4 separate regions of the Mus musculus genome follow, and regions 1, 2 and 3 are each linked to region 4. A link is a contact called in public HiChIP or PLAC-seq and promoter capture Hi-C data. All regions are on one chromosome and are shown on one strand. Each heading gives the region's core, a stretch centred on a gene start, on an enhancer-like site or on the middle of the called end of the contact. The rest is flanking DNA. Distances are from core to core; before and after follow the strand shown.

Region 1 (7,329 bases), core at 1,527-4,026, 2.4 Mb after region 4:
GTTTGTCAACACCAACTTGTTTTGTCAAAGCCTCCAATCCTAGAGGGTAGTAAGAGAAAGGTCAAGGGCCATCTCGGTCATCCACTTGGGCAAGTCAAGGTGCACCCGGGCTACAATGATGCTGTATTAAAAGAAAGCGTTTCTATTGCTTCAGGTTATAGTTTAAAATCTCTGAAATGAATAAAAACAGGAAAAACTGTGAGAGATAAGAGTTTACAAGTTGGAGATATTTGATTTGCCACGCAATAAACCACCACCAACAACAACCCAGAGTCAAAATCTACCTGACAAGACACTTGCTTTTCAGGAATGTGCAGTGTTCTGCCACCACTTCCCTATCCCTATGAAGCCAGAAGAGCCTCCATCTGGAATCTGCAAAGTCCAGCATCATAATATAACTTTCAAGAATGTTAAATCACAGATAAAACATCACTAAAAATTAAAGTTACCCCAGCAATGTAGAGGGGCTGAGGAAAATCCCAACTGAGGTAGGGTAGGAGGGGGTTTGAAGGCCAGCTTCAACTACATAGCAGGCCCTTCTTGATGGGATATGAGGGAGAATGAAGTCTCTCCAGGTAATTACAGTGTTCCAGCAATCCATACCCATAAAATACATGCTCCCAAACATAAAAACTCACATAAAAGTGAGTCAAACCTCACCCCCAACACACACACACACACACACACAGAGAGAGAGAGAGAGAGAGAGAGAGAGAGAGAGAGAGAGAGAGAGAGAAGAGAGAGAGAGAGGAGAGACCACATGATGTTGCTGAGGATGTAACTCCATAGGTAGGCTACTTGCCTTGTGTCCCTGAGTTCAATTAACAATGGGGGTTGGGGGTTGGGGGTAGGGAAGTTCATGAAGAGAGATAAAGCCTATCTGAGATAAGTAGAAGAGGATTTCCTAATTTCCTAGAGAGCTATAGTAATCTGAGCTAAAAGACTGGGATCTTATTCTAAGCACTAAACTGCCAGTTTCGTTCTGTTTCGCTTTGTTTAGAAACAAGATCGTGCTATGTAACCCTGGCTGGTCTGCTAGTAGATCTACTAATAGCTGTGTAGTCCAGGCTGCCCCTGAACTCATGGCAATCTTCCTGCCTCATCCTTCTATAGGAGTACCGGCATTAAAAGTGTGTACTCCCGACAAGGAATGAGCTTTAGTAAAAGCAACGGAAACAAATACTATGAAAAAAATATCATTTCTGAGCCCAGCATGGCGGCATATGCCTTTAATGTCAGCACTTGGGAAACAGAAACAAGCGGATCTCTGTGAGTTCGAGATCAGCCGACAAAAATCAAAAAAGAAAAAGAAAAAAAAAATCATTTCTGAATTTAAGAATCCCCAAACTAAGCCCGCAAAATAGCAAAGACATTTTCCACTAGACTTGACTTGAGTTGAATCCCCCCTATCCAGAGAATGGGAGAGGAAGAGCCCAAAGATTGTTTGATCTCCACGCAAGGATACATGTGCGCACACACATTAACACAAAATAAGTGTGCAGTTAAATTATTTTTTTTTTTAAAAAAAAACCTCGAATCCCCAAACTAATGGAACGGGCTTAGACTCCAAGCAAATAAACTTCACAGACTTCTACACCACACACTGCCGCCCGCCCAGTCCAAATCCTAGTAATACAATTACAAAAAAATAATAGGGCAGTGGTTATCTGATGTTCCAGATGAAGAAACTGAATGTGTAGTATTGGGAGGCTGGTCAGACCTGGAAGCACAACGCTTCCTGGGGACGGAGTAACACCAATCCTGGCTCCAGGCCCGGAGCTCACAAAGCCATCCGGTCCCCCTACCCTAGCGACAGATCAAAGCTGAGTCCCGACGTTCCTGTTCCGTACGCTGGAAGGCAGCCCGTTCCCGGCCCCGCCCAAGCCCCTCGCGCGGCCAGTGTGATACCTGGCGAAGAAATCCGCGAAGCCACCGCTCCGTCGAGCCCGAGCCGTGGTGCCCCCGGGACCCTGCTCTGCCGCTGGCAAGGGTGCGGACGGCCCCGCTGAGGGCAGGAGGTCGCCGGCGCTCTGACGGCGGCTCACCTCGAACGTGTTCCGAGAGCCGAAGCGGGCGTCGGGGAGGCCGAGGCTGGGCTCCGCGCTCTCGACGGCCCTCCCGGCAGGGGTGGCGGCTGCGGGGTCCGGGTCGTCCGTGTCCCCGGCCGCCAGGCAGCAGCTCCGCAGCGGGTCCTCGAGCGGCGCGGCCCAGTCGTCCAGGCCACCCGCACCGTCCACGCCCTCGTCCGCGGGCTCCAGCAGGCAGGGACGGCCGCAGGTTCGGCGGCGACGTGCCTCCTCTGGGCCGCGACGGTCCTGGCGCAGCAAAAAGCCCGAGTCTCCGTTGGTCATGCCTGAGCCGCGCGCCGCGGGGACTGCTGCCGCCGCCGCCTCCTCCGCCTCCGCCTCCGCCCCGCCGAGCCCGGGCTTCAGCGGGCCCGCGGCCGCCGCGAGGTACCGCTGCAGGAGCTGCCGCGGCGGCGGCGCCTCCTCCTCTCCAGCCTCCTCCGGCGGCTCCGCGGCGACAGCGCCTCCGCTAAAGCCGCTGGTGGCCGGGACGGTCTTCCCGTCCTGACCCATGGGCCCCGGGACTGGGAGCAGCTCGGCGTTCCTTCCCGAGCAGGCTCCGGCATCCTCGGGACCCATCATCTGAGGCGGCGGAGGAGGACTGCCCTGCGTGCAGGGTTCGCGGCCACGGCCGCCGCGACGTCCCCGGACCCACCCCTCCCACCCGGCGGCCGGGGCAGTTGCCGGAGGCCGGGCACGCGCTGGGATCGCGCACGCGCACCAGCGGGGCCGGGCCTGCCCGCGACCCGGCGCGTCCCCGAACCATAGAGACGGCAGCTAGAGCGACCCGGGAGGACAATCTGAGATCCTCCACCCGGGTGACAGTGCTTAGCCTAAGGGAGGGCAAGGCTCACTTCGCATAAACCATATCACTTGACGGCGATTTGTTTGTGAGAGGAAACTAAGGAAGTTAGTTTAAGTGCTCCTGTCTTGACAGTTTTTACCTTCTCTAACAGCAGTGAAGAACTCCTGGAACCGTTCAGGGCTTCGTTGTCCACATGACAGCCCCTTACCTATCTTTTCCACTTAGTCTTCCATGTTTACCAAAGTCTGATCTCCTAACACTTTTTAACACGTTGGTTGTTGGTTGTCGTGTCACCTGGGTACGGAAATGAAATGGAGCCAGGGCGAGAAGGACTGTTTGGCTCAGTGGTTAAGATTGCCGACTGCTCTTTCAAAGGTCCTGAGTTCAAATCCCAGCAACCACATGCTGGCTCACAACCATCTGTAACGAAATCTGATGCTCTCTTCTAGAGTGTCTGAAGACAGCTACAGTGTACTTACATATAATAAATAAATATTAAAAAAAATAACTGCAGCAACCTGTGGTAATGGATTAAGATATAATGACCGTTTAGTGGAAATAAAATGTATTTAATGTGTGAATCGCAAGACATAATAACTAGCCACAGGAGTGATAGGAGAGCAGCCAGGAATAACAAGGCTATGAGATTGCTGTGGTGTGAAGAAACAGGAAACTGGATTGGGGAAAGACATTGGAATTAACTAACATAGTGAGAGTTATAAACTTGGGTTAAAGTTCTGGTTTGGTCGAAGGGGCCATTTATGTAAGCCACAAAGGGGGTCGGGGGATATCAAGTGACTCTACCTCCATAGAAGAATGAGCATAGGGCAGAGACCCAATAGTGTTGGTATTTCAGAAGAGATGAAGTTGTTGTAAAAGGCCCAAATAGACATTGTTGTAGTAGGATAATGCAGTAACTAGAGACCATTCATTCTACAAATGCCTCTGAAAGCAAGTATAGAAATAGAATGGAATACTTAGCAAAACAAAGCAGTAAAAGCGTTTATTATCAAGATCTTTTGAAAGGTGGAAGATAGCTCAGTTGGTCACGTTGTCATGCAAGCATGAGGACCTTTCCTGTATCGCAGCACTCACATAAAAAGCCACTTTGTAGAATGCCCTTGTACAGCTAACATTGGAGAGGCAGTCCCTGGGATGCTCTGGTAACCGGCCTGGCTAAGGCAGCTGGCCTTAGATCTTATTAAGAGGTCATGTCTCAGACAATAAGATGGGCAGTCCCAAAGGAGTAACAGCTGAGTTGAACTCTCTCCTCCCTAAATATGAGTGTATACTTACCTCATACATAGGAACACACACACCTGAACATACATACACAAAACATCTTTCAAAAGGAAAAACCAAAGAATGTGTATAAACCAGAAAGAGAGAGAGAGAGAGAGAGAGAGAGAGAGTAGATAGATCCTGTATTAGTTACAGGGACAGTACCCAGAATACATACAGAAATAAGCCAGTGTGGTAGAAAGCATCTGTAATTACAGAACTCTCTAGGGTGAAGCAAAAGAGAATCTCAAGTTCAAGACCAGCCTGGGCTACATAGCAAATCTGAGGATAGCATGAGCTACACAGCAAACTTTTATCTCAAGAAAAAAATTGTAATTCAATATTTTAAAAGACAACTTGACTAGGTGGTGGTAGTGCACGACTTTAATGTCAGCACTCAGGTGATATAGGCAGGTTTCTGATTTCAAGGCCAGCCTCATTTACACAATGAGTTCCAGGACAGCCAGGGCTACACAGAGAGACCCTGTCTCAAAAAACTAAAAACATCAGTTAATCAATCAATCAATCAAAAGACAAGGAGGCCAAGATAGGAGGCTTGGTTTTAACACATAGTGACTTCCAGTGAGTCATTCTGCTCAAAAACAGGGAAGGGAGAGTGTAAAAATTTCAATATATGTGTTTTTCTCGAGATGATATGTTAAATGGAATATCAATAAGCATATAAGTTATTTGGGAGTAACAAATCAAAACTATGAGATAGCACTTTTCACTCACTAATAAAAAAAAGAGAAAGGAAGGGAGGGAGATAGGAAGGGGGTGACAAATGTGTCAATTCCAGCACTCTGGAGGCTTCTGCAAAAGAATCAGAATTCCAGGCTGCTCTGGGCTACACAGCAAAACTCTGACTCAAAATAACTAAACTTAAAAAAACAAACAAACAAAAAAAAAAAAACAAAAAAACTTTCTGCCTTATCTGGTAAGTAACATTTTATAGAGTTTAACAAAGAAATGTCTCCTTATAAGATACATTATATCCTTTGTGCCTTTGTGTGGTCCCTCTTAACTGGATTATTTTGCTGTGCCTGCAGTCAAGAAGAGTATAAAGGCCTCAAAATCTTTACACCCTTCTTTAAAATGCATTGTTCTTGGTAGTGTTGTTAATTACTATTGTTTTGATGGTCTGTAATGAAGCTTGGACAGGTGGTGCTTTCTTTTACCTACTGGACCATTTTATGGACCCTTCATACATTTTCTTGATAGTTCTGGAGCTATACTGGATTTCAAAAGAGCATCTTAACTATGAGCATCTACAGGCCCTTAGAGCAATGTTTCTTAAACATTTAGGATTAAACACACACACACACACATACAGAGGGGGGGGAGGGGAGAGAGAGGCGGTGGCAGGGCAGGTCAACTAACTATGTAACTATCTTCGATGATGAATAAAACGAACGTGTCAGCATGTCTCTTTGGAAACTGATTGATAGCATGAACAATAAATTTAATATCAAAATTTAAAAGTAAGCTCTGTAATGTAGTAGAAATATATGATCTTGCAAAGCTATGCAATTGGACTTGCTACTAAAATCATCTTCAACTTCTGCAAATGATTTAAATTCCATACATTCCTGGTAAAACCCAATCTGGTATAAAGGGTGACTGGGATCAAGGCTGTGAATTATAACAAAACAATAACGATTTCAAAGATGTATATAGCAAATTGACTTAGCAGGGTGAGATATGAGTGGGAAATAAATAGTATAAAGATCATAGAGCAGCTGCCATTTGGTAAGCCACAATGGGACAAACCACAAACCAAGAGATAAAGGAAATGCTTTAAAAATACACAATGATCCTTTGATGGAGCAGTGCATGCCACATATTAGGAAGTATTGTAATCCTACCCCTGGGGGAATCTGTCATAAGGAAACCATTCCAAAGAAAAGATAACAGCTGTGCAGAGATGTTTACAGCTAAATGCTTTACAGCCAAAAATTCTAATTTACCTAAGAGAAATATGGAAAGTGCAGGCAAAGCTAGTTATATCAAAGACAAGTGGCAGAAATAAAAAAAAAAAAAAAAAACAGAGAAATCTAACAAACATATGCTAAATAAAAATAAGGAAATGTGCCAAGCATAGTGGTGCATGTCTTTAGTCCCAGAAATTGGGAGCAGAGGTGGGTAGATCTCTTGAGTTTGAGGCATACCTGGTGTACAAAGCAAGTTCCAGGACAGCTAGCACTACACAGAGAAACCGTGATTTAGAAAGATAATAATAATAAAGATGTGTAAATGCTACAATTACAATGATGTGTAAAATTATATATCTATAAAGATCAAGAAGGTTTTCCATGAAAAGAGAAAGGGTGGAAACTGATTTTATACTTTTTGTCACAGTATTTGGGGTTTTGTTTGTTTTTTGAGACAGAGTCTCCTGCAGCCCTGGCTGGCTTCAAACTCAATATAGCTGAGGGTGGCCATGAGGGTGGCCTTGAGGGTGGCCTCTTGTCTTCATCTTCCAAGGGTTGAGAATATAGATTCTAGGTATGCACTTCTATGCCCAGCTTATACTTCTTTCATAACATTTTTAAAGTATATTTTATTTCATATATATGTATGCCTGTGTGTATATATAAACACTATCTGCTTTCAAGATCCCTCTGTGGTCAGAAGAGGCTCAGTTTCCGAGAACTGGAGTTACAGATGGTTGTGAGCTGACATTTAAATGTTGGGAACCAAACCTGGATCCTCTATAAAACCAGTAAATGCTCCTAACCACTGAGCTATCTTTCCAGCCCCTAAATAATTTTACATTGATTAAATGTTAACTCTTTAATCCTGAAGTATGTTTCTAAATGTATGTTATAGCTACAGATTGTAAAGTAATTCAAATAAATTTTGTGTTGCAACAGGACATTAAGCTGCATTTGAAAAGAAAAGCAACTGTAAGGCTAAGTTTAAAAGCTATAGAGGGCTAGCACAATGGCTCAGCTGGTAAAGGGCTGATTGTTAGGCCAACCCTAACAATCAGAGCTTGTGGAAGAAGGGTACCAACTCCTGCAAATTGTTCTCTGACCTTCATATACAGGTACACACATAAGTAAATGTAATTTTCAAGTTACTCTGTGAATTTGAGGCCAGCCTGTTTCTACAAGGTAAAGCCCTGTCATAAATTCTTTTTAAAGTTTCTAAAAACAATGATAGGGGCTGGGTTTG
Region 2 (7,482 bases), core at 4,601-7,100, 2.4 Mb before region 4:
GCTCAAGAGGTCGATGGGTTTGAGGCCCAAATGTGCTGCCTAAGTCGGGGATGGTGCTGCCCAGGACCTTCCCACGTCAATCAAAAAATCAAAACAATTCCCAATAGGCCAATGTGATCTGAGTGATTCCTCAGTAGACATACCTTCTTCCCAAGTGACTCTTGCTTGTGTCAAATTGGCATTTAAAACAAAACAGGACAACAAGGGAGGTGTCAGTTTGTCATTTTGGTTGTTGCTTGGGAGTGGGTAATATGATGTCATGGATTTCTGCAATGGTTGACAAACATGTATAAAAGAAAGATAATAATACTAGTGATAGTATTTTTGTTTTTTCAAGACAGAGTTCTTTCTCTGTGTTGCCTATGCTGTCCTGGAACTTGATCTGTAGACCAGACCAGTCTCAAATTCAGAGATCCTGTGCCTCTACCTCTTGAGTGCTGGGATTAAAGGCTTGAGCCACCACACCTGGCTAGTCATAGTATGAATGGGAACCAACATGTGGTGAGTTCTGCCTTAGTGTACTAAGCATGTTACTTTTTTTTTTCTAATTTAACTCTCAATCCGTAACAGTTGTGTAACAGTTTCCTCTGAGGATTGAAACATTCTATCCTGCAGAAAAGTAAAACAACTCAAAATAGCTTCAGGAAGTCCCTGAAACTGACTAGATTCTCTAGGCCCCTCCCTGCCAGAGTAAACAATAGAAGCTGAGAGTCTCTCTCAGACTGAGAAGCTGAGCTACAAAGAAGTCTCTCAGAGGAGAAAAGCTGCAAAGAGGACTCTGACACCAAAAGCTCTCTGGAAGATGCAGAAACTAGCTGGTCTACCTGGAAGAGGTTCAGACCAAATGAGGCACCTAGAAAGAACACCTTCCAACCTGTTGAGCTGGCTGTCGACAGTGCAGTGTGTTCCAGGTTCCAAGCTCTTGTGAGCTGTCACCCATGCTGGGATGGGCCTTGGTGATGCAACTGTCTTTGAGTCATTTCTGCTCCTGTAGATACCCTCTCATCCATATTCCTGTAAGTAACCCCAGTAAAACTTGGTTCATTCCGCTGGACTTTGGTGGGCGGTATCTGTACTTTGGTCTGTCCAGGGCTCCTATCTAGGATAAGTAGACCCGTGTGCTGCATCTCCTCAGGAAAAGTTTAGACATACAGCAAGTTCCTGTTGTCATTATAATCATCACCATGTACCACGTTGCAGGAGACGAAACCGAAGCTGAGATGTAGTAAGAGAAGCTTGCCACCCTGTGCTGTCTTCCTTCCTGATGGGGAGTCAAGACGAAGCTAGGATGGAGTTAGATAAAGCTCTTCCTCCCTGCGCTTCCTTCCTTCCCCATTCTGACTAGCTCAGTTAAGTCAGTTTGTTACAGACTTGATCGAGAGAGGAAGTAGGCTGGGTTCTTACTGTAGAATGAGATGGAATAGTCAGGTCTGGTCTCACAGCCCTTCCCCAGGGGACAGCAGCAAGAAGATCTTAAAGCCTGCCTTGACTATGAAATGGGTTTGAGGCCAGCCTGGGACACTTAGGGAGATCTTGTCTCAAAATAAAAAGCGAAGGAGAGGAAAGGCTCACACTGAAGCTCAGAGGGAGAACATTTGTCTGAATGCACAAACTCCAGGTTAAATCTCTCCTACTACAAAAGCAGAAGCAGTCAGTAAGTCTATCTTCTTTGTAGAAATAAACATCAAAAGGAAGGCCTTGTGTGACTAATAGGACTTACAAAAACCTGCAGTTGCTTGTGGGGTGGACTTAGTTACAAGATTTGTAACATTTTCATCAACACAATATGGATATTGAAATTAAGTGAGCAAAAAGAGTGACAAGCTTTGTGCTTAGCAAAAATGAGCAGGTGTCTTCCATGCCAAGGCTCCTGTGTCCCAGCTTAGTTTGAAGAGAGTTATGAAATAAAACTCCCTACCAAACGCAACCAACGAAATAAATAGTTTTCCTCCGTTTGAGTCTGAGTTATAGCTGCCTACTCTGCATATTTCACATAAGTGGAATTCCGTGTGTTTTTGCTTTTGCCTTCCTTCATGAGACAGAAGGTTTGCAAGGCTTGTTCACTACACAGCAGGAATCAGCAAGTTCCTCTTGCAGAGCCAAACTGTAGTCGCTGTGTTTATATATTGTATAAACATGGAATTGATCTATTTTTCTACGGATGGATGTCTGTGATGCATATACCTTTTGCCTGCTGTGGGAGGGTCCACTATTAGCCTGTGTGCACTTACCTCCAACTCTCCTGGATCCGGATCTAGCAGTGAAATTGCTAAGTCACACAGCGCTGCAACTTTAGGATTCAGTCCCCTTTCTTTCAGCATGGTTTCCAGGGTCAAATTCAGGTTGTCTGGCTTGACCAGCAAGCTCCTTTACTCTGAGCCACCTCACCGAGCCCAGTTTAAACTTTTGATGACTCACCAAACTGAGAGACAGTGGCTTGCATATTCTCAACATCAATGGGTGAGAGTTCCAATTTCTCCACGCCTTCAATAAAGGTTGTTACTTTCAGAAGTCATAGAAATAACACAAAAAGCCGGGTGTGGTGGCGTACACCTTTAATCCCAGCACTCGGGAGGCAGAGGCAGGCGGATTTCTGAGTTTGAGGCCAGCCTGGTCTACAAAGTGAGTTCCAGGACAGCCGGGGCTACACAGAGAAACCCTGTCTCGAAAAACCAAAAAAAAAAAAAAAAAAAAAACACACAGAAAATATAAAACTTAAGACCTAAGTAGGACCGTTCACCCAAAGATAAAATATTTATTTAAAGTAGCAGGGCAGTGCTTTTGCAGCACATTCTTAACTCTCATCACAAAAAAGAAAAAGTATAAATCCTGACCATCCTAATACCAGGATAAGTTAGACACAGCTCCTACCTGAATGAGATCACTTTCTGATCTCGGGGAACAGAGTAACATATCCTTTGAAAGTAGGCAGGGGTGGGCTAGGTGACATAAATTAAAAACACACTGCTCCACAGACACACACACACATAGGAGAGGGGGGCAGGAAAGAATATCTAATAGGGCCAAAAAATAAATTTTGCCCTATTAGATATTTCCATTTTAATGGAAACATATTTAAATCGGGAATGACATGAAGTCTACAATTGTGCGTAAAGGAGGGAAAACTTGCCAACACTAGGATCCCTTGACAATTGGGAGGTTATTTTATCCCTTAGGAGTGAATCAGCAAAGTGAAGAGTGGGTGAGGTCACCCTTTCTTTCGTAAAGGTAGGAGTGTTTGAGAAACACGGAAAGAACTGCCTCGCTTCAATGGCTTTTCCAGGAGAAAGATTTTCGTTTTTCTTTAGACTTACTCATTTTAAGTGTATGTGCACCACCTGCACGCTTGTGGTGCAGGGATCAGAAAAGGATGTTGGATCCTCTGGAACTGGGTTTATGGAAAGTGAGAACCACCGAATGGGTGCTAGTGAGCAAACCCAGTCCTCTGTGACAAGTTTTGTGTTTGTTTAGTTTTTAGTTTTTTGAGACAATGTTTCTGAGGTAGCCCTGGCTGTCCTGGGATTCACTCTATAAACTGGGCTGGCCTTGAACTCTGAGATCCTCCTGCCTCTGTCTCTGGAGTGCTGTGACTAAAGGTGAACCTCACCACCACTTGGCTGCAACAAGTGTTCTTAAGCACTGAGCCATCTCTCCAGCTCCTCCATGAAGGCCCAGGACAGATTCCACACAGAGAACAGGAGTCAGCTTCTCTTGGAACTCTTTCCCACATATCCTTCAGAAGGCTTCCTCTATAGTTTCCAGACTTAAAAAAAGTCCCCTCTCCTTTTGTTGACCACCCTATGAGATCACAAGTTCTCATGGTCATCTCTGTGACAGTAAAGACATCAGACTTATTGTCATGTTTGGCTTCAGAAGTCAGCCTCATTTTATTCTCTACCCATTTCATGCAGGGTACAATGTCAGCTGGGGAGCACGGGAGGACCCTCAAGAACAAACCTTTTGAATTTTAAAAGGGAAAGAGAAGAAATGCATTCTAGGGAAGTGCCCATATAAAAGTCAGCTGTGGAAGCAAATACATTAACCCCGAGTAATAAACGTGTCTCCCCCGAGGGTAGTTAGGGTGGTTGTAACCCGTTTCTCCTTCTACAAGGCTCTTCTCCCTATCTTTCATCACTGACCCTTGCTTGCCACTCTCTGTGCCATCCGTCTCTAGGTAGACAGAACCACCCTGCCACACTGCAGTGAGTGGCTGGACATTCCCTAGCTCTCCAATGCCACAAAAACAAGCAAGTAGGCTAGGCAAAACAGAAAGAAGGCCCCTGGGAGGAAAATGAGTTTGGAATGGCAAACTTCTGCACTGTATTAAAGACTGTTAATAAACATTTCCGCCTCCAGGGATGCTCCACTTCAGTAGCTAGCAAGGTGAAAGAGACTTAGAAATCTAAAGGCTGGTATCTGGAGTCTTTCCTGGGGGAGAAAGTTCTAAGGTGTGGGTCACTGTAGGACAATGTAGAGTATTATTTCTCACCATGAGAAGTCATTGAACTGAGATGATCATTTTAGGACCATAAAAAAGTAAATATGATAAGAAGAGACGGGATATAGCAGGCATTGTCATTAATTTGTCAGGGAAGAAAATTGATATTTTAACAGGACTGGGGGGTGGAGGCTTTTTTGAGATCTATTCATCTCTCAGAGAAAAGTGCAGGGTAGCAAGAAGTCTGTATATGATGTGGGGAAGAATTCTTAACCCGAGGTTAACGGAATCTCCTTCACGCTGAAACCCGAAATAAAAAGCAGTTTTGTGTGTGACTGGGGATGGGGTTGGGAACTTAAGAGCTTTATTTTCCAAGAGATCACGACACAAACGTTAGTAACTACTGCCAAAGATTAGTTGAAAGACCCGTCCGCCGAAGGGCTAAGCTTTAGAGAGGAAATGGAAAAGCCTCCAACCGTTCTAAGGAAGCGCTACGAAAAGATGGAAAAGTTTGCAATTGCGTCATCATCTCATTAAAATAGGTTGTAAAGGCAGAGCTAGAAACTGGGGAAGCGTGTGCAAACACGCTGCTGAGAAGGGAGCCTGAGGTAGCCTGCAGAACCAGCGAGCGGAAAGGGGCCCTCGCTCCTCAGTAGAGGCTGAGGCTCGAGAGTCGCTTCAGTGCCCGCTTCTGCTCAAGGTAGTGGCCCTGAGGACCAGACGTCCCTAGCATCGTTTTACAACCGGGGAGCGGTTCTCAAGAAGCAGCAGCTCAGCGGTCCCGGAGAGAGAGAGCGGACAGCCATCAGACCCGGTGGAGTTTATCAGCAAGCGAGCTCGGGATACGAAGTTCAAGTGTATGTCTCGGAACAAGCTCCACTCCCAGGCATCAGCAGTTGCTCTGCCGCGATTGGGATGGTGCTCCAAGACCCTGACACCTGTCGTCGCCTCCGAACCATCCCATTTCGCCTTCTCCTTTCCCAACGCAGAGTCCACCCAATGAGAGCTCATCGGTCCACCCACTGGAGGGTTCACTAGGCGGCTTTGGGTGGGAGGCCCAAGGCGAGCGGATCTGCGCTGATGGCACACCACTCCAGAGCCACCCGAGGCTCACAGCCGATCTCCCCTAGCGGCGGGTTGGGCCGTGCCAGGGGACGCAGGGTCCGGGCTGACTCCGCCCCCGCCTGAGATCCCGCGGGAACAGTCGCACCGTGCTACTCGACACCCGGTGCACGCCAGAGCACGCGTCCTAACGGCAACCGACAGCGGTTTGACCTTGAAGGTCTGGCTGGCACCGCCCCCTCTCCCCGGCAGTCCCGACCGCCACGCACGCCGCGCCGGGGTACAGCCGGGAGCCGGTCCCTGTCCTCCAGGCGCTTCTCTCCACATCCAATGGAAGAACGAAGTGGTTCGGGCCAATGGCCACCGCCAAAGTAGCTAGAGCGGTTGAGCCTATCAAAGTTCAGCTTTACGTTTCTCCCGCCTCCGAAACGCTAGGGGCGGGTCGATCGGGCAAGTCCGCCAATCAAGAGCCAATAAACAAGACGCTTCCAAGATCAAAGGGGAAGGGGTGGGACCTACGGGACTAATGACAAGCTATCTGACGAATAACACAGATACATTTTGGCTCCGTAAAAAGGGGGCGGAGACACGTTAGGGCCTACACCAATGGCTGTCTGGGGGGCGTGTCCTCGGGGCCAAGCGGGAGCCGGAGGCCCCGGGCTCTCTGGGCCGCGCCTGAGGCGGACGCAACGGGGCCGGGGGGCGGCGGCAGTGGTGGCGGCAGCGGCGGCGCGTGTGGGCGCCGCGGCTGGCCGAAGTGGATGGAGTTGGAGGGGCGGAGTGCAGGCGGCGTGGCGGGAGGACCAGCTGCTGGGCCCGGGCGGAGCCCCGGGGAGTCGGCGCTGCTGGACGGGTGGCTGCAGCGGGGCGTGGGCCGGGGGGCCGGCGGCGGGGAGGCGGGGGCCTATCAGCCCCCTGTACGGCTGGATCCGGAGTCCGGCCCGGAATACGAAGCGCTGCCGGCTGGAGCCACTGTCACCACGCACATGGTGGCGGGCGCCGTGGCAGGGATCCTGGAGCATTGCGTGATGTACCCGATCGACTGCGTCAAGGTGAGACCTGGACCAGGCTGCGAACCGGACCTGGGGCTGACCCGACCCTGAACCTTGTTTAGAGCCAGAATCCCAACTGAGACCCAGAGCTGATAGGTTTCTTCCTGGCTCCTACCTCTACACACGGTTTGAGCCAATACTCCGTGCAAGCAAAGTCCTGGCTGGTAGATGAGCTCAGTCAGGAACCAGGACTTACTTCTAACGGTCAGTGAGGCGAAGCAAAAATCTTGTCAGCCAAAGACTTGATCCCGATTGGGACTAAGCAGGGATGGGATGGGATTGGGGGGGGGGGATCCCGAAGCACAGGTAAGTCTATAACAAACCAGCTGGCATGAAATCAGACGGTGAACTCTATCCGATAGCTTGGGTTGAGATGTGCTTCGGGTCGGCGCTTTCACAAGCTCCTTGCTGCGTCTTTCCTTTAAAGTGACGGGGCAGGAACCGGAATCTGGGATCTCTCAGCTAGATAAAAGTACGTATTAAATCTTAACCTGGGAGTGGTTGAAAAAAAAATCATTGTGCAGTCAAAAGTGAGAGTTCCAGACTGGAATGGATGTGGGAATAAGGCATGTTAAGAAAAACGGTTTCGGTTTCTCTGCGAGGCAAGATTGGTAGCCCATCTATTTCCTGAACGTAAAAATTGAGCTGGGACTAAGATTCTATGTTGAGGGAGCAAGTGCATCAGCCCCTTACACAACAGAGGTGAAACTGATAGTCTCTTTCGTTGGGCCCCTGAATTTGACAAAAAGGAAAACAGCTGGAGGGAAGTGTGATGATATTAGAAAGCAGATGTGGAGAAACAGAATGAGATTATCAGGGTACGCTCAGGGCTGGACGTAAAGCCAACTGCATCCACAACCAAGCAGGACGGTTAATACACATACAGGTCAGGTCTCTGGGAAGAAGCCTGGGGGAAAATGGAAACATTGT
Region 3 (7,725 bases), core at 1,718-4,217, 2.5 Mb before region 4:
TGCTTGGGGAATGGGGAGATTAGACAGATTAGACCATGCTGGGACTGTAAGCACGCACCACCACACCAAGCTCTTCAGTAGGTTTTCTAGTTAGTTGTTTCTGAAAGGACTGTTGCTATTGGAGAGATGACAAGGCTTTTTAAATTTTTTTAATGGAGTCTCAATAACTCACATGGAACTCATAGTGGCACTTCTGCTGTAGCCTCCCACGTGCAAAGCTTTTGAGGTCAGTTCATAGGATTCATTTTCAGACTCTCAAAAGGTTGCCAGCCATCATGTATCATCTAGTTTTCCTTACCTCCTCTTTCTGCATTCACAGCGGACTCCACCGAATCTACACACACTTCCATAAGAAATCCATTTCCTGCTCCTAAAATATATGAACAGACATTCTTGAAGGAACTAGCAATTAATACAAATCTCCCATAAATACTTCATAATTTTGCTGCCTGAATTCACATGTGCAATAGAATAATAAATTGATGCACTAAGGCCCATCTATGTGGTAAAATGTCATTCATTAAAATTGACATCTCTAGACCATGAAATAGATATACAGACACACACATAAGAAACCAAACTGAAACCATCTTTACTACACAGTAAATGGGACACTAATCTCCCTAACACAGAGACCTCATCCCCGTGTATCCCAGCTCAGACTCTCAGAGTGTTTCTCAATGCCAGGCGTTATAAAAAACGAGAATTGGATTTCAAACCCTGGTCCCACTACTTTATTCCCTGTGTGATCCCAGACAAGTTACTTACATTTTCTATAAAACAAGAGTGGGCTTCAGTTCCTACCTCAGGGTACTGAACACTGAGATAACTTACATAAAGGCTCTCATACTAAGCATTCAAACCCATTAAGATACAGGGTTTCCTCTTTATGACTCATTCCCTTCAGTCTCCATTTTTGCCAATGATTATACTATCTCAGTTGACAAAACCCTTCTAGTTTAATCTTCGAATGCTAAACTTTTCCAAGGACCATACCAAGTCACATTTCCACGTTTTTTTTTTTTCCTCCCAAAGTAGAAACTTTTATCTACTTCTTTTGAACTCCAATAACTTGAGTTTATATATTTCTCACTAAACCCCTAGTTTCACCTCTTATTTATGAGATAAACATCTGGTCGTTATAGTTGACGTGAAGTTCCTTAATAAGGTCATTATAAGGATTCTTTATAGTCACCTCTCAGAAAGCAAAGGTCGGTCCTACCATGCTAACAAGTCAAATATACAGTAAAATCTGAATTACAGATTCATATGTTGATAATAAAAAGTGTGGTGTTAGCAGCTTTGGGGTTTTCCTGCAAGTTAAATGTATAACTCATTTTTAAAAAAGATTTATTTAATTTTTATTTATATGAATACACTGCAGCTGTCTTCAGACCCACACTAGAAGAGGGCATCAGATCCCATTACTGATGGTTGTGAGCCACCATGTAGTTGCTGGGAATTGAACTCAGGTTCAATTGAAGAGCAGTCAGTGCTCTTAACCGCTGAGCCATCTCTTCAGCCCATATAACTCACTTTTAGTTATCAGTTTTAAATGTTGGAGCCTAGAAAATGGCTCAATGGGTAAAGCTACTTACTGTGCAAGTCTGACAACCTGAGCTCATTCCCTGAATGTATTTAAAGTTGGAAGGAGAGAATTAACTCGACAAAGCTGTCCTCAGACCTCCACACACTTACTATGGCACATGTACCCACCCCCACACAATAATTACCAACACACTTTTAAAGTGTTTAATTCATGCTTCATGTATTGATCTCTGCGAGAACAGTCACCACATTCTAATAGTGGTTACTCCTGGGCAATGAATTTGGAATTATTTTTACCTTTCTATATTGCTTGACTTCTTCTACCTGATATTGCTTTTATGATGAAAGATTACTTGGAGAAACAAACAAAAATCTGTCACCTCCTAATAAGTTGCAATAGTCATTGATTTAATAAAAGACTATCAGTCCCATAGATTAGGATTCAAACATTAACCAATGGTCGTAAACAACAATACAGTAACTCCACAAATCTGGTAACAGCCCCACCAGTGGGGCTGAAGATGCTGAAGGAGTATCAGGAGCTCCATACAAAAGTATGGGAATGTCTACAAACTGTTGCAACAGGAGCCTGAGCAAAAAGCAAAAAGTAGGGATCAAAAAAGACATTTGAAGCAGTAGTGCTCAAAGTTAGAGACTCCAGATGGCTTTGGGGAGTCTGTGTCTGTATTTGCCTCTTGGGAGCGGACTGCAGCTTTAGAACACTTAAACACGCTGAGACAGGTATGAGAATCCAACTACCTTCCATCAAGTGAGATATTAAAAGAGATTTGCAAAATACAGAGCATTGCCCCTTTTGCTGTTTTGTTTAGGGATATTTATCCTTCATAAAAGTTATTTGTCTTGACATATTAATAGGCATATCTCCCGCAGGAAGCAACCAGTCATCTGTTACGCAATGGCTGTGGGAACGGATCCCACTCGCCACCCTCGGTGGCAGCTCTAGGTTGTAGAGCTGTCACCACACTTTTATTATCTACCACAGAGACAGGGAGGTGGTATGGTGCCCTCTTGTGGCCCTAGGGGCGGCGGGACGCTGAGGGCACTTGCGAGACTGGCGGGGATCCAGGAGCAGCTGAGGGACTGCGTGACTGCCCGGGACTCCGGAGCACTGAGAAACTCGACCGCGGGAAAGCCTGGCAAGCCGGGACCCACCCCGGGGTCCACCGGCCGACCGCCCCCCTGCCCCGCCACCTTCCGCACCCGCCTTCCCCGACGATATCCACGCCTGTTTCCGCTCGCAAGAAGCCCCTTTCTTCATGCTTCCCGCGTTCCTCCCTCGCTCGCCTTCGGTTTCCACTGAGTCCCCGCGGCCGCGCGAGCGACGGAGGAGGCGCGTCCCCGACGCCCGTGCCCGGCAGCCTCCCAGGGAGTCGTGCGTGCACGCGCAGTGGCCAACCTAGCGCGAGGGGGCGCGCACGACGCCTGACCCGGAAGTGCTTGTTCTTTCGGGAGCGGAGAAGCGGACCGCAGCTCGCTGGGGCGCTCCGGCAGTGGCGCTGTACTGTCAGCATGCAACGGTTGCTCCTTCCGTCCCTGAGGGCCTTGACGGGGAGCCGCAATGTCGGGCTCCTGGTCCCTAGGGTGGCGTCCAGAACACAGGTACCCACTCCTGCTGGCTCGGATCACGGAAGCCGGGCTGGGATAAAAAAGGCCAGGATAAAGTAAACGGACCGCCCTGCAAGTCCGGCTCGCCTTCTCATTTCAGGACATATTTCCTTGTGTCCCGACACCTCCCTGAATGCGGATCCGGAAATATTACCCACTGCTGTGTATGACTGACCAATTTACTTAGCTTTTAAGTTTCAATTTCCTTTTCTGTAGAATGGGAGAACGACCTGTTACACAAGGTGTTTGTAAGGATTAAAATTTTAAATATACATCAAACCCTTAGCACGTGATAAAGGCTCAGTAATTTTTCTTTTCTTTTTATTTTATTTATTTATGCATTTATTTGCACATTTGGTTTTTGCTAAAAGCCACCAGGCAGTCAGGAACTCCTATGTAGCCCCATTCCACAGTGAAGGAAATTGAGACTTACTTTAAGTTGCTTGTCTAAGATACCCAGTTACTTAGAAGTAGGAAACTGAACATACTTTTTTTTTTTTTTTTTTTTTTTTGGTTTTTCGAGACAGGGTTTCTCTGTGTAGCCCTGGCTGTCCTGGAACTCACTTTGTAGACCAGGCTGGCCTTGAACTTAGAAATCCACCTGCCTCTGCCTCCCGAGTGCTGGGACTAAAGGTGTGCGCTACTACCGCCCGGCCAACATATTTTTGCTCTTAGTGTTAGACTCAAAAGAAGACATGTATTCTCTTCTCTGATAATCAGTAGTAAAAGGTGAAAGATCTTTATGGTGTGAAGAGAAACCAGAGAATTCTAGAGTTTGTTATGTTCCTGGAAAAAAAAATATGCCCACATAGTGCCTGCCCTTGAGGAGTCAGTTCATTCAATTGTTAGTTCGAGTACCAAATATGTATTAGGTCTTGCTGTGTAAGGACCCAGTACTACAAAGGGAGCAAGAGGAAGAGCTCCCAGCTTAGTGGGGCATAGGGACAGATCACCTGATACATGACTGTGTGTTAAGGCTTGTGGTAGGGAAGGTACTTTGTGCTGTGACAGTAACCTGTTGTAAGATCCAGGAAAGTCTGGGGCATAACGATGCCAGCCCCGATCTCCAGTGGGTAGTATAAATGGAAGTGTGTGGGAGGGAATAGCACATTTAGAGACTGAGAACCCAGTAAGAAAGGGCTCAGTAGTGCAGATGAGAGTCGGTGATTAACCAGAGCGGTAGCTGTGAAATGCAGCCTTACAGGGGCTTTACTCCAGTTAAATTGAGGATAAGTGTTGGTAGCAGATTCTTCAGTTACGATTTTCTGTCTTGCTCCTTAGTGTGGCAGCAGCTGTGGCAGCCAGCGTCCTCTGAGGCCAGGACAGTACAGCACCATCACTGAAGTGGCTCTGCAATCCGGAAAAGGGACAGTGTCCCTTCCTTCGAGGGCAGCCGAGCGGGCGGTGGGCCGATGGCTTCTGGTGTGCAGTGGGACAGTGGCTGGAGCAGTTATTCTGGGAGGAGTGACCAGGTGAGTCATTTACTCTTGGTGAATCAGGTTATCAGCCAAAAAGGGAGCGTTGGGCCTCATCTACTCTAGCTCGCTCCATTACAGATGGGGAAACTGGTAGCCTGCTCTGCCTTAGAACAGGTTGGCTTTTTATTAGTAGGAGTTTCATTATCAGGACCAGTTTCAGTCTTAACTGTTGCTGGGCGTTGTTTCTATATATTTTTACCTCTCCAGTGTTAAGATCATACATAAATCACAGCCGCTTCATGTATCTCTTAGGTTGTCTTAATATCTATAAACTGACTTTATGGATTTAGGCTTTCCCTTCCTCTAACATCTTTTACTTTTATGTATTTATTATAGCTCTGTTATTATTGTACAAGACCAAGTCATTTGTCCTGTGGTTACCCAAAGTAACCAGGGACTATCTGGTGATGGTTAACATATCCTTTGTCCTTTAAATGAGTAGTTGTTTATTAGATTCAGATTGGGAATGAGGGGACAGAACATTGCCTAGGTGATGCAGCATTCACTCCGGGATCTGTTGGGGACTTCAGCTGACTTGATTACTATTGCCTGAATCCATTATTCAGCTGACTTGATTACTATTGCCTGAATCCATTATTTCGTGAGAATTCCAAAATGGTAGTTTGTGTTGTCATCACCCCAGGAGATAGTCTTTATGAGAAAGGCAGGAGGAGGATACTGGTTTTCTTTGTTCACTAATTTCCAAAATAATGAGTCTGTTGCCAAGATCCTCCAAAGGTTACAAGGACAGGATTTGGATTTTAAAGTGCATAATATACTGGGGCTGGAGAGATGGGTCAGCAGTTAAGAGCACTGGCTATTCTTCCAAAGGGCCTGGGTTCAATTCCCAGCAGCCACACAACAGCTCATAACAGTCTGTAACTCCAGCTCCAGGGGATCTGGCACTGTAACGAAGACACACATGCAGGCAAAACACTAAAGCACATAAAATAAAACCAAACAGATCACTGAAGTGCATATATTTAAACGCATTAGATAGATCTTAGTACACTGTGAGGATTGTGTTGATAGTTTGCTTAAAATCTCCCAGCTTAACTGGTGGGAATCTCTTGAAAAAGGTTCCAGCATCTTTTGACAAGGTCTTTGGAAGTGTCTTTGCTTTCTGATCTGATAAGGTTTTCCAGGCTTATCTTGTATGTTTCTTGCACTGGCCTTTAGTTTAAAAAACTGGATTCCTTTGGGTGAAGATACTTTTTAGTTTGTGTGTGCACATCCATATCTGTCTGCACATATGTAGAGGTCAGAGGATGACTTCATTCCTGGGTCTGTCTCCGTCTCCCTCTCAGAACCAAGGCCTGCCATTGACCTTGAACTTGCTCAATAGACCATTGAGTTCCAAGGGTCTGTTCATCTCTACCTACCCAGAACTGGGATTACAAGTGTACGCTTTTGTGTCTGTTTTTTGTTTGTTTGGTTTGGTTTGTTTGTTTTTTTAACATAGGTTCTGAGGCTGGTGTCCAGGCAAGCCCTCTATTGGATGAGCTGTCTCTCCAGCCCCTACTTTTTTTTTTTTAACTTTTTTTTTAAAACTCTTTTTTTTTTTTTATTTTATTTTATATGTAAGTACACTGTTGCTGTCTTCAGACACACCAGGAGAGGGAGTCAGATGTCATTAAGGATGGTTGTAAGCCACCATGTGGTTGCTGGGATTTGAACTCAGAACCTTCGGAAGAGCAGTCAGTGCTCTTAACCGCTGAGCCATCTCTCTAGCCCTCAGCCCCTACTTTCTAATTTTAATGAAGTGTGTGTGTTTATCTTCATGTTCATTGAACTCCTGTTTCAAAATCCTGTGTGGATAGCATAGGCTGTTATGGGAAATTGCAACAAATTTAAATAATATTATCTTGAAGCTATATTTCTGTAGTAAGTCTCTTTTCCTGGTATAGGAAAGGCTAGTTTTAGCTGGTATTATGTAGGGCTCAATGGTTGAATGAATACTTCGTCTACGCAAGGCCCTGGATTCAGTCCCTACCACCAAAATAATAAGAATGCCGTTTGTGCATTTAATACACATTCCTTTAATCTAAGCATTGTTGTTGCCTAAAAAGAAATGCTAGTGAAAGAATTAAGTGGGACCCAGTCATGGTGGCACAGGCCTGTGGTCTCAGCACCTGGGAAGTGTAAGAGGCAGGCCTAAGCTATCTCACAGACTCTGTTTGGGGGCGTGGGGAGAAGAAGGGAGCAGTTGAATAAGAGTTGAGAGAATAAAAGCGTAAGGAATTACGGGCTGGCCATAGAGGGGCTGCTTTTCGGGAGAACCTGGATTCCACATCCAGCAATAAATCAGAAAAGGAAGAGGAAAGGAATTCACACCCATGAGTTAAGTTCGGATTTATTTATTGCAGTCAACTATTTATGAATAACCTAGAAACATTACACTCAGGAAATGTTTTCCTATCCCAAGGTTGACAGAGTCTGGCCTCTCAATGGTAGACTGGCATCTGATAAAGGAGATGAAGCCGCCCACAAGCCAGGAAGAGTGGGAAGCAGAGTTCCAAAAGTACCAGCAATTTCCAGAATTTAAAATGTAAGTGTTAGAAAAAAAATTGACCAATATGTTTGTTTATGTGTGATAAAGGTGCATATGTGCCTGTGTGTAGCAGGCTTGGAGATATGGCTTCTCACTGAAGGAGCCAGGCTCACAGCCGGCAAGTCTTAGTGAGCTTCTTGTCTCTCCTCCACAGCACCAGAGTTACAGGTACACACAGCCATGGCCAGCTTTTTAGATGGGTGCTGGGGATTAAGTCTTCACGCCTGCGCAGTGAGCCCCCTCACACACTGACCCATCTCCAAAGCCCCTCAAGTCAATGTCCCATCTTAGGTGAGGTTGCTATTGCTGTAGTGAAGCACCATGGCCAACTGGAGAGGGGAGGGTTGTTTTCACTCACAGCTCCATAGAACAGTTCATCAGAAGCAGGAAGGGCACGAACTCAAGCAGGGCAGAGACCTGGTGGCAGGAGCTCAGGCAGAGGCCATGGAGGGTGCTCACTGTTCTAAAGGTGGTGGGACCAGGAAGAGTGGAGCCTAAACGCAGGGCAGTCTAAAGTCTCAT
Region 4 (7,676 bases), core at 3,640-6,139:
GCTGGTAGACAAGCCTGTGCCAAAAAACTGTCTTCTTGAAAAGAAAATGTTTTTCCAAGAAAAGTGTAACCGAGAACGGAGAGCAGAAGATACACCGTCATCTGTAACCTAAGACTTTGATGATCACACTTATCCAGAAGGAATAAAAGTCAGAATTTGTGGGTTTTTTTTTCTTACTGGTTTTATGTGTTCTCAGTTCTCTAAGCATAACTGGGTCCTAGTAAAACAGTTACAGGAGGAGGCTGAGAGGTGTATTTTCAATGCTCCCACTTCTGGCTTCCACGTGTCAAGGAATGAAGTTAGTCTAGAAGAAACCGATAAAACAGCATATTTATAAGACATCCATGATCTTACTCCCCAGTTTGGCAAAACTTTTTTATTATTATTATTATTATTATTATTATTATTATTATTATTATTTTATTATTTATTATTTTCTTCTTGGGGTGCTAAGGATGAAACCCAGAACTTTGTGCATGCTAGGTAATTGCTCTACTACATCCTAGCCCCAAACCTAATTTTGACGGTGCCCCTCGCGCTTTGGTTCAGCCTAGAGACTATCAAATCTCAAGGAACTTGAAGCCACACTTGTTTTTCTCTAGGCGGACCATCTCTCCCCCAATCCTTTCTCCACCAGTCATTACCACCGTTCTATTGACCGATGCCATACCAGAGAAAACGCTCAATAGAGTTGTTGAATTGATGACCTTATATTGTCCTTCCCTTCACAAAATGTTCCCAAATTCTCCACTGGGATGGGCCGTCTCCTTCTCTTACTGCCCATTCCTGTTACTGTTTAGGGAACACTTAAATCAGCTACACTGTGCATTTTTTAATTTTGTTTTATTTTAACATGTCCTGCCTCTTTGTTAATGTAAGGGTTCCTAATTTTATTTTAGTTTTTAATTTTATCTTTTTATGTATTTAAGTTACATCTTGCTCAGTGCCTGTCTTCTGGTCAAACCCTTCCACAGTCCTTCCCCCCTTCCCCTCCCCTTCTCCTCTGCTTGGGTGCCCCCCACCCCCATCTCCCTACCCTGGCTCTTCAAGTCTCTGTGAGGCTAAGCACTTCCTCTCCCAACTGAGGCCAGAAAAGGCAGCCCAGCTAGAAGACAATATCCCACGTCCAGGCAACAGCTTTTGGGATAAGGGTTCCTAGTTTTAAATTTACCCTGTGTCCTTTCCACCTCTGATCATTTGCCAGCCTAGTGCTCCCCACAAAACCCAGCGGCACGGTATACAGAGCATCAGTGGAAGCTGGTGATGATGGACAGATAAGAAACTGCTCATCTTTCTCAATGTGGTATCCATGCTGTTTGCTCTTCTACCACCCATCATTGCTTCACTCAAAGGCAGTGAGTATTCATTCATGGAGCATTTGCTGAGCCTCCCCTGTGAGCCCATCGCCATGCTAGGTGCTCTGGGGGATGGACAAAGATGAATCGGATTCCCTCCTCTGATTTTTGTAGCAGTTACTGATGTAGGCTCCATGTGCAGTTCATCATGTACTGCCTTGAGATATCTCTTAGACTAGCTGGAATTTGCCTTTTGACTTGTTAACGTCTTTACCCAGCAAACAGTTGTTGAGTGCCTATGGGACAAGCACCAACCTGGTAGCAGAGACAAATAATAAGCAAATGATAGTTCCTCCCATCTAGAAAGGTCAGACTGCAATACAGAGGAACTGGGGTTAGGTAGCAAGTAGGACATAACATATCAAATGCTATGGGAACCCCCAAAGAAGGGATGCTCAATCGCCCAAGGACGGGATGCAGGTTCTCACTGAAGATGGGTGGCCTTGGAAGGGCAGGATTAAAGTGAGGAGGTGAAGCAGGACATTGTAGATAAAGAGAACACCGTGAGCAAAAGCATTAGTGTTGGCTTAACCATGTGGCAGGACGCTTGCCTAACATAAAGATGGCCGTGGGATCCATTCCCAGCACTGCATAGGTCACAGAGGTGCAAGGAACATGATGTGTATCTGACGCGTATGAATGAAGGCAGAACAGAGGTAAATGTTCTAGGTTGCTTTCTGCTGCTGTGTTACACACCATGAACGACTTTGGGAGGAATAAGTTTACTTGGCTTATGTTTCCACGTCTCAGTCCATCACTGCCCTCAATGGGAATGTAATGCGGAAAGTCAAGCGGGAGCCTGGAGGCAGTGCTGGCTTGTTCCCCAGGGCTTGCTCTATTTGCTTTTCAATACAACCCAGGACCATGGATAGCACTTCAACTATGGGCTGGATCCTCCCACATCAACCAGGAATCAGGGAAAAAATGCACTACAGACATGCCCAAAGACCTATCTGATGGAGGCAATTCCTTAATTAAGGGTTCCTCTTTCCAAGTGTTTCTAGTGCATGTCAAGTTGACAAATACACCCCCCCCCCAAATAAACCAAAACAAAAAACCAAACCTTAACTTGCACAGTAAAGTTGGGTCTGATTGTGCAGGTGCACAGTCATTGTAGTGGTTTGAATAACAATGTCGTCCCCCCCCTCCCCCGCACTGCCAGTGGTGGCGCACGCCTTTGATCCCAGCACTTGGGAGGCAGAGGCAGGTGGATTTCTGAGTTTGAGGCCAGCCTGATCTACAGAGTGAGTTCCAGGACAGCCAGGGCTATACAGAGAAACCCTGTCTCAAACAAAACAAAACAAAACAAACCCCCCCCCAAAAAACCAAACAAACAAAAAAGAGAATGGCCCCACAATTTCGTATATTTAAATATCTGGTCGCCAGAGAGTGAGGCTGTTTGAAAGGATTACAAGGGTTAGGAGGTATGGCTTTGTTGGGGGAAGTATGTCTCTGGGTGTGAGCTCTGAGGCTTCAAGTCTCTGCCAGACCCAGTCTCCTGCTCTCTGCTTGAAGATCCTAAGTAGCTCTCAGCTACTGACCCAGTGCCACGCTTACTGCAATGCTCCCTGCCATGGATTGACCCTTGGAAACTGTAAGCCAGCCCTCCAAACCCCAGGCTTTATTTTATGAGTCGCCTTGGTCATGGTGTCTGTCTTCACAGCAATAGAAGAACAGTGACTAAGTCACAGACTGAGGAAGTTGGACTGCATTCATGAGCAAAGGCATCATCTCTAACCTCATTACACATGTAGCACACACATATCCAAACAGGGCTGGAGATCTGATATGACTCGGTAAATTGCTTGTATAAGGATTTGGGTTCAGATCCCAAGAACCCACATAAAGTGGGACGTGGAGACAGGAGGATTCTCAGGTCTTGCTGGCTAGCCTGTGTAGCAGAATACCTGAGCTTCAGCTTCAGCGAGAGACATTGTCTCAAAAAATATGTGGGCAGTGTTTGGGGAAGACATCTGTTTGTCAACATCTGACTTGAACACACACACACACACACACACACACACACAAGCACGTACTAGCACAATATACATAACACACACATACACAAACTTCCAAAGAGGGGTATACAAATTTTTGAAGCAAATCACTCTTGTAATGGTTTGAATATTAATCACTTAAGATTGTTTTCTACAGGCAAACTAGCATGCTACCATTTAAAATGGTAGCAGACTTTTCCATTTGTAAGTGCTTCTTGGATATGTCATGCCAATGAGAGCACATCTAATTCACCTTTTAAAGAGCTGTCTGGTTGGTAATACATTAGCAGTTAACAAACTAAAGAAGCAAACTGGGTCTAGTCTTTCAGCAAGTCACCCAACCTGTGCATCTGTCACTTTTCTGTAAGTGGACACACTAAAGGTACCTGTTGCATAGGGTCTGTGTGAGTATCAGAGTGCCTGGCAGATGAAACCATTACTGATGATTCCACTATGAGTTCTAACTATTCAAGATGTGTTTTGGACAAAAAAGACATAATTTGATTTCTTGGTAGGAAATCATGTTGGTACTCCTTGGGAATGGACAGGGAAGGAAGATTGGTAGTGGGGTCTTCTTCAGACTTCTGCACAGTATGGTGGTATAGAATATTGGCTGTGAGGTATTACACGACCAAATACCAAAACCTGCCTGATACGGATGGATGAGACAATCTTCCTCTAAGTCCCACATTTAGAGAAGTGTCCTTCTGATCATTTCTGAGTCCGTAGTACGTTTTGGTTTGAGATGGGGCCTTGCTACGTAGCCTGGCAGGCTTGGTACTGAGCCTGTAGATAAGGTTGGCTCCAATCTTTCTGCAATTCTGCCTCTGCGGTCCTGGTGCCGGGATTACATGCCTGCACCGCTATGACCCGATTATTTCGTTTTGTTTTCTTTTCTTCTTTTGTCTCACGCTGTAACCCAAGCAAGTATGCAATAAACAACAATCAGTCCAGCTTCCCGAATGCTGGGGCTTACAAGAGTAAGATACCAAACTTAGCTCCTTATTACTACCGGCTCAGATACAGAATATGAGATCAAGTGATTGGAGTGCTGAGGAACTTCCGGACACATTTATGATTGAGGCTGAGAAAAACAATACGTAGGCAGATGAACAAGAATGTCAACTTAGCCCAGATCTCTTGATTGCATAGAAGTCTATAAACAGTACACGGTGATGTTTAAACACCCAACCGACCCTGTCCAAGTTTAATAATCATCGTCCATAAAGAAGCTTGCGGAGCCCGAGGTTAGAGGGAAGGGGTGTTCACGCACGCCGTGGCGAGCTAGGCGCCTGAGCCGATGTCACCCCAGCCCGCCCGCAGCCGGGCGCGCAAGGGCCCAGGCCCAGGTCCAGGCCGAGGCTGAGCAAGCAGCACAGCAGCGGCGACTCGGAACCCTTCAACCCCGCGGCCTGCGCGCGCCGGCGCCCCACGGCCGGCGACGGTTGCGGCCCCGCGTCGGGAGGACTTCCGGCGTGTGCCGGGGTGGCCGGATGACGTGGCTGAGTCAGAGGAAGAGGCTCGGAGGCCGGGGGGCGGGGGCGGCGCGGAGCGGGCGGTGACGGCGGCGGAGGCAGCGGCTGTGCCCGGGCCCCGTGCGTCTGTCCGCGCCCGGTGGATGTGAATCGGCGGCGGCGGCGGAGGAGGAGTCGGTGGGCCGGCGCCCGGCCTGTGGGAGCGCGGAGGATGAGGCCGCTGCCGGGCGCTCCTGGCGTGGCGGCGGCCGCCGCGTTGTTGTTGCTGCTGCTGCCCCGGGCTCGGTCTGACGAGCACGAACACACGGTGAGGCGAAGCGAGCCGCGCGGCCGCCCCCGCCCCAGCCCCGCTCCCAAGCCTGCCGCCCCGCCAGACCCGGCGTGGTCCGAAGGCCCGGGGGGCCCGGTGCAGCCCCGCGGCCGCCCGAGCGCTCCTTCCGGTCGGGCATGGCGGGGCCGGATCCGCGGGAGCTGGGAGGAGGCATTTCCGAGCACTCGGGGCTGCCTGGGCCTTGCTCCGCAGCTCCGCCTCTCGGGGCTGCTGCCCGGGGATCGGCCCGGAGCGGGCTCTGGACCCGGGAAACTGGACGCTGTGCACACAGCACGGCGGAGGATGGATGCGTGGTGATCCAGGCGCTTGCCAACCAGGAAATACCCATCGCTTCGCGCAGGGCTCCGGCCTCTTCCTACCCTTCTCTCTCCCTCTCGCCCGAACCGGATTTAAACCGTGGGGTGGGGACAGCTTTAGGGAAGTGGAGGTGTGAACGGTTTACACGCGGACACGTCTTCACCCTGCACGCACTCGGTCCCCAGGACTCCCTTGCAACTTTCTCCGCGCTCCGTGAGTGCCCAGAGGACGCCCTGTTCGGGTGGTCGGTCCCTAACTGGGACAGCTCTGCCCTTGTGTCACCCAGCCCTCAGGCCACACCCCCACTCACTTTTGCTTTTGGCCTGAAGTTGATTGGCGGTTTATTTAATTGTATCTTCACATCAAAGCTCGCCTATTAATGACTCTTGGAGTGACTTTCACCTAGAGCTGTAACGCTGTGGAATTCACTTATTTATTTTTTTATTCAGAATGGTAGACGCGGGGAAGTGTGGAAAGTCTGATAAACCTAGAAGATTGCTTGGCAAATTGGAGATTGTTTCAAGGTTTTTATCTGTATTGTGATTTTTTTTTTTTTGCCCGAGTAGTTGTGTATTTACTAAATTTAAAATATGTGGAGAACGTTTGGCTGTAGCTGATCGGTGACAAAATGGGAGTACGCTGCTTTTAAGGGGCAGACGTTAGATTTTGTTTGTAGTGAACAAAACTTTGTTTTGATTAGCCAATTAAAAACTCTAAATTAGGCTGTTGTATTTTCAGTCACTGCTAGAATCTAATTGCATGTGTATGCGAGTTTTTTTTTCCAGAGAAACGTTGAATCAGTAACTTTTTTTCTGCGACACTTGTGAATTTTCTCTAAGATATTTTTGGTTTCCTTTAAATTTCAGCAAGTATAGTAGTTTAAATAGTATTTGCCTTTTTTTTTTTTTTTTAACAGTTGAGTTTCCATGTAAAATCTGGAACTTGTTGTTAGTTTTAGATCGACCATATAGACAGAAATTTATGTTCTACTTTTTGAACTTTCTATTTTATACTGCTACTAAGAGGGAAGACTTAGTTTATAATATAATCAGTTGTAAGTGTACAAAACTAGCATAATCCACAAGTTTTGTGCATGGCAGTTTCAATGAGAAAAATTTTAAAGCTTATTTATTTTTATTCTATGTGTCAGTTTTGCCAGCATGAATGTAGTATGTGTATCATGTATATTCTGAGTATCTTAGAAGAGGGTGTCAGATCCCCTGGAACTAGAGTGACAGAAAGTTGTAAGCTACCCAGTGTGAATACTGGGAACCAAAGTTAGGTCTTAACTGCTTGAGCTATCTCTCCAGCCCCCAGTTCAGTGAAATTTTATTGTTAGGAATGCCATATTTAGTTACTTCATTCGTTCATTCATTCATTCAGTTCTGGGGATTGAACTCAGGCCATTCTGTGTGGTATGTACATATTCCACCACTGAATGGAACACTTCTTTTTTTGAAACAGGGTTTCCTCTGTGTAGCCCTGGCTGTCCTGGAACTTGTTCTTTAGACCAGGCTGGCCTTGAATTCTGAGATCCACCTGCCTCTGCCTCCAGAGTGCTGGGATTGAAGGTGTGCCCCACCACATCTGGCTACACCTGGAATGTTTTAATTTTTATGTACATAAAATATTTAATAAAAGGAAACTGGTCCGTTCTTCCCCCCCCCCCCCCACACACACACATTGGAGATAGAGCCCATGGCTTTGCAGATGCTGTGCACGGCCGTATCTCTGCACTCCACTCTTATCCCAAAAGGATGCGGTGTGAAGACACGGCACGTGTGCGATGGTTGCCGCACTGAAGCGGGAGAGTAGGAGTCAGTGCACGTGTACATTGAAACAGATCCTTTACTTCTAAGTTTCTTAGAACTATTTCTTGAAACCTAGGTCTTCACCTTGGCCAGATAATAGGGCTCTAATCAAGTGACTTCTTTTTTCTTTTCTTCCAAGAAGGCAGAGTAGCTAGTGAAGAGAGAATGATACAGAAGGAGGAGACAAGTTGTCGAGGGAAGATTGCTGAGTGATGTTTAAAAAACCACTTGTGGTGTTGAGTTATTAATTAAAGAACAAATTGCAGGAGCTAAAGCTTGCCCTTTAGACCATTTTCTGCCAAGACCTTACTGAAGGAATACTAATATGACTTGAAACAGTATGTGCCAGGTCCTGTGTGGTTTTCCATATATTAACTGACATTAAGTGTATGTTGATAACAGGGAGGGCA

Evidence for each region. Promoter capture Hi-C pulls out the DNA fragments that hold promoters and counts their contacts. HiChIP or PLAC-seq counts read pairs in DNA pulled down with a chosen protein or histone mark. Capture Hi-C pulls out chosen DNA fragments and counts their contacts.
Region 1: an H3K27ac HiChIP or PLAC-seq map of embryonic stem cells shows a contact between it and region 4, with 8 times the contacts expected there. The contact joins the promoter of Tbc1d12 here to the promoter of Tm9sf3 in region 4. A contact is called at or near these places in 1 of 39 promoter capture datasets (liver), 1 of 484 Hi-C or Micro-C datasets (CD8 T cells), 2 of 115 datasets of contacts at active chromatin or transcription factors (embryonic stem cells and large pre-B cells) and 1 of 9 other capture datasets (liver).
Region 2: a promoter capture Hi-C map of liver shows a contact between it and region 4, with 6 times the contacts expected there. The contact joins the promoter of BC037704 here to the promoter of Tm9sf3 in region 4. A contact is called at or near these places in 2 of 39 promoter capture datasets (hematopoietic stem and progenitor cells and liver) and 1 of 115 datasets of contacts at active chromatin or transcription factors (regulatory T cells).
Region 3: a contact with region 4 is called in a promoter capture Hi-C map of adipose tissue, with 4 times the contacts expected there. The contact joins the promoter of Cutc here to the promoter of Tm9sf3 in region 4. A contact is called at or near these places in 1 of 39 promoter capture datasets (liver), 1 of 484 Hi-C or Micro-C datasets (B cells) and 1 of 9 other capture datasets (adipose tissue).

Annotation. Positions count from the first base shown.
Region 1 is chr19:38,832,026-38,839,354 of GRCm38.p6, reverse strand. Tbc1d12 (TBC1D12: TBC1 domain family, member 12) reads right to left here and starts at 2,776. Exons shown (of 13, transcript NM_145952.4): 1 at 1,909-2,776. The coding sequence starts at 2,648.
Region 2 is chr19:43,673,546-43,681,027 of GRCm38.p6, reverse strand. BC037704 (cDNA sequence BC037704) reads right to left here and starts at 5,850. Exons shown (of 1, transcript NR_045645.1): 1 at 3,858-5,850. It overlaps Slc25a28 (solute carrier family 25, member 28), which reads left to right and starts at 6,147. Exons shown (of 4, transcript NM_145156.1): 1 at 6,147-6,552. The coding sequence starts at 6,262.
Region 3 is chr19:43,748,265-43,755,989 of GRCm38.p6, reverse strand. It overlaps Cutc (cutC copper transporter), which reads right to left and starts at 2,967. Exons shown (of 9, transcript NM_001113562.1): 1 at 2,770-2,967; 2 at 299-370. The coding sequence starts at 2,827. Cox15 (cytochrome c oxidase assembly protein 15) reads left to right here and starts at 2,990. Exons shown (of 9, transcript NM_144874.4): 1 at 2,990-3,168; 2 at 4,456-4,646; 3 at 7,078-7,200. The coding sequence starts at 3,079.
Region 4 is chr19:41,261,217-41,268,892 of GRCm38.p6, reverse strand. Tm9sf3 (transmembrane 9 superfamily member 3) reads left to right here and starts at 4,889. Exons shown (of 15, transcript NM_133352.2): 1 at 4,889-5,134. The coding sequence starts at 5,039.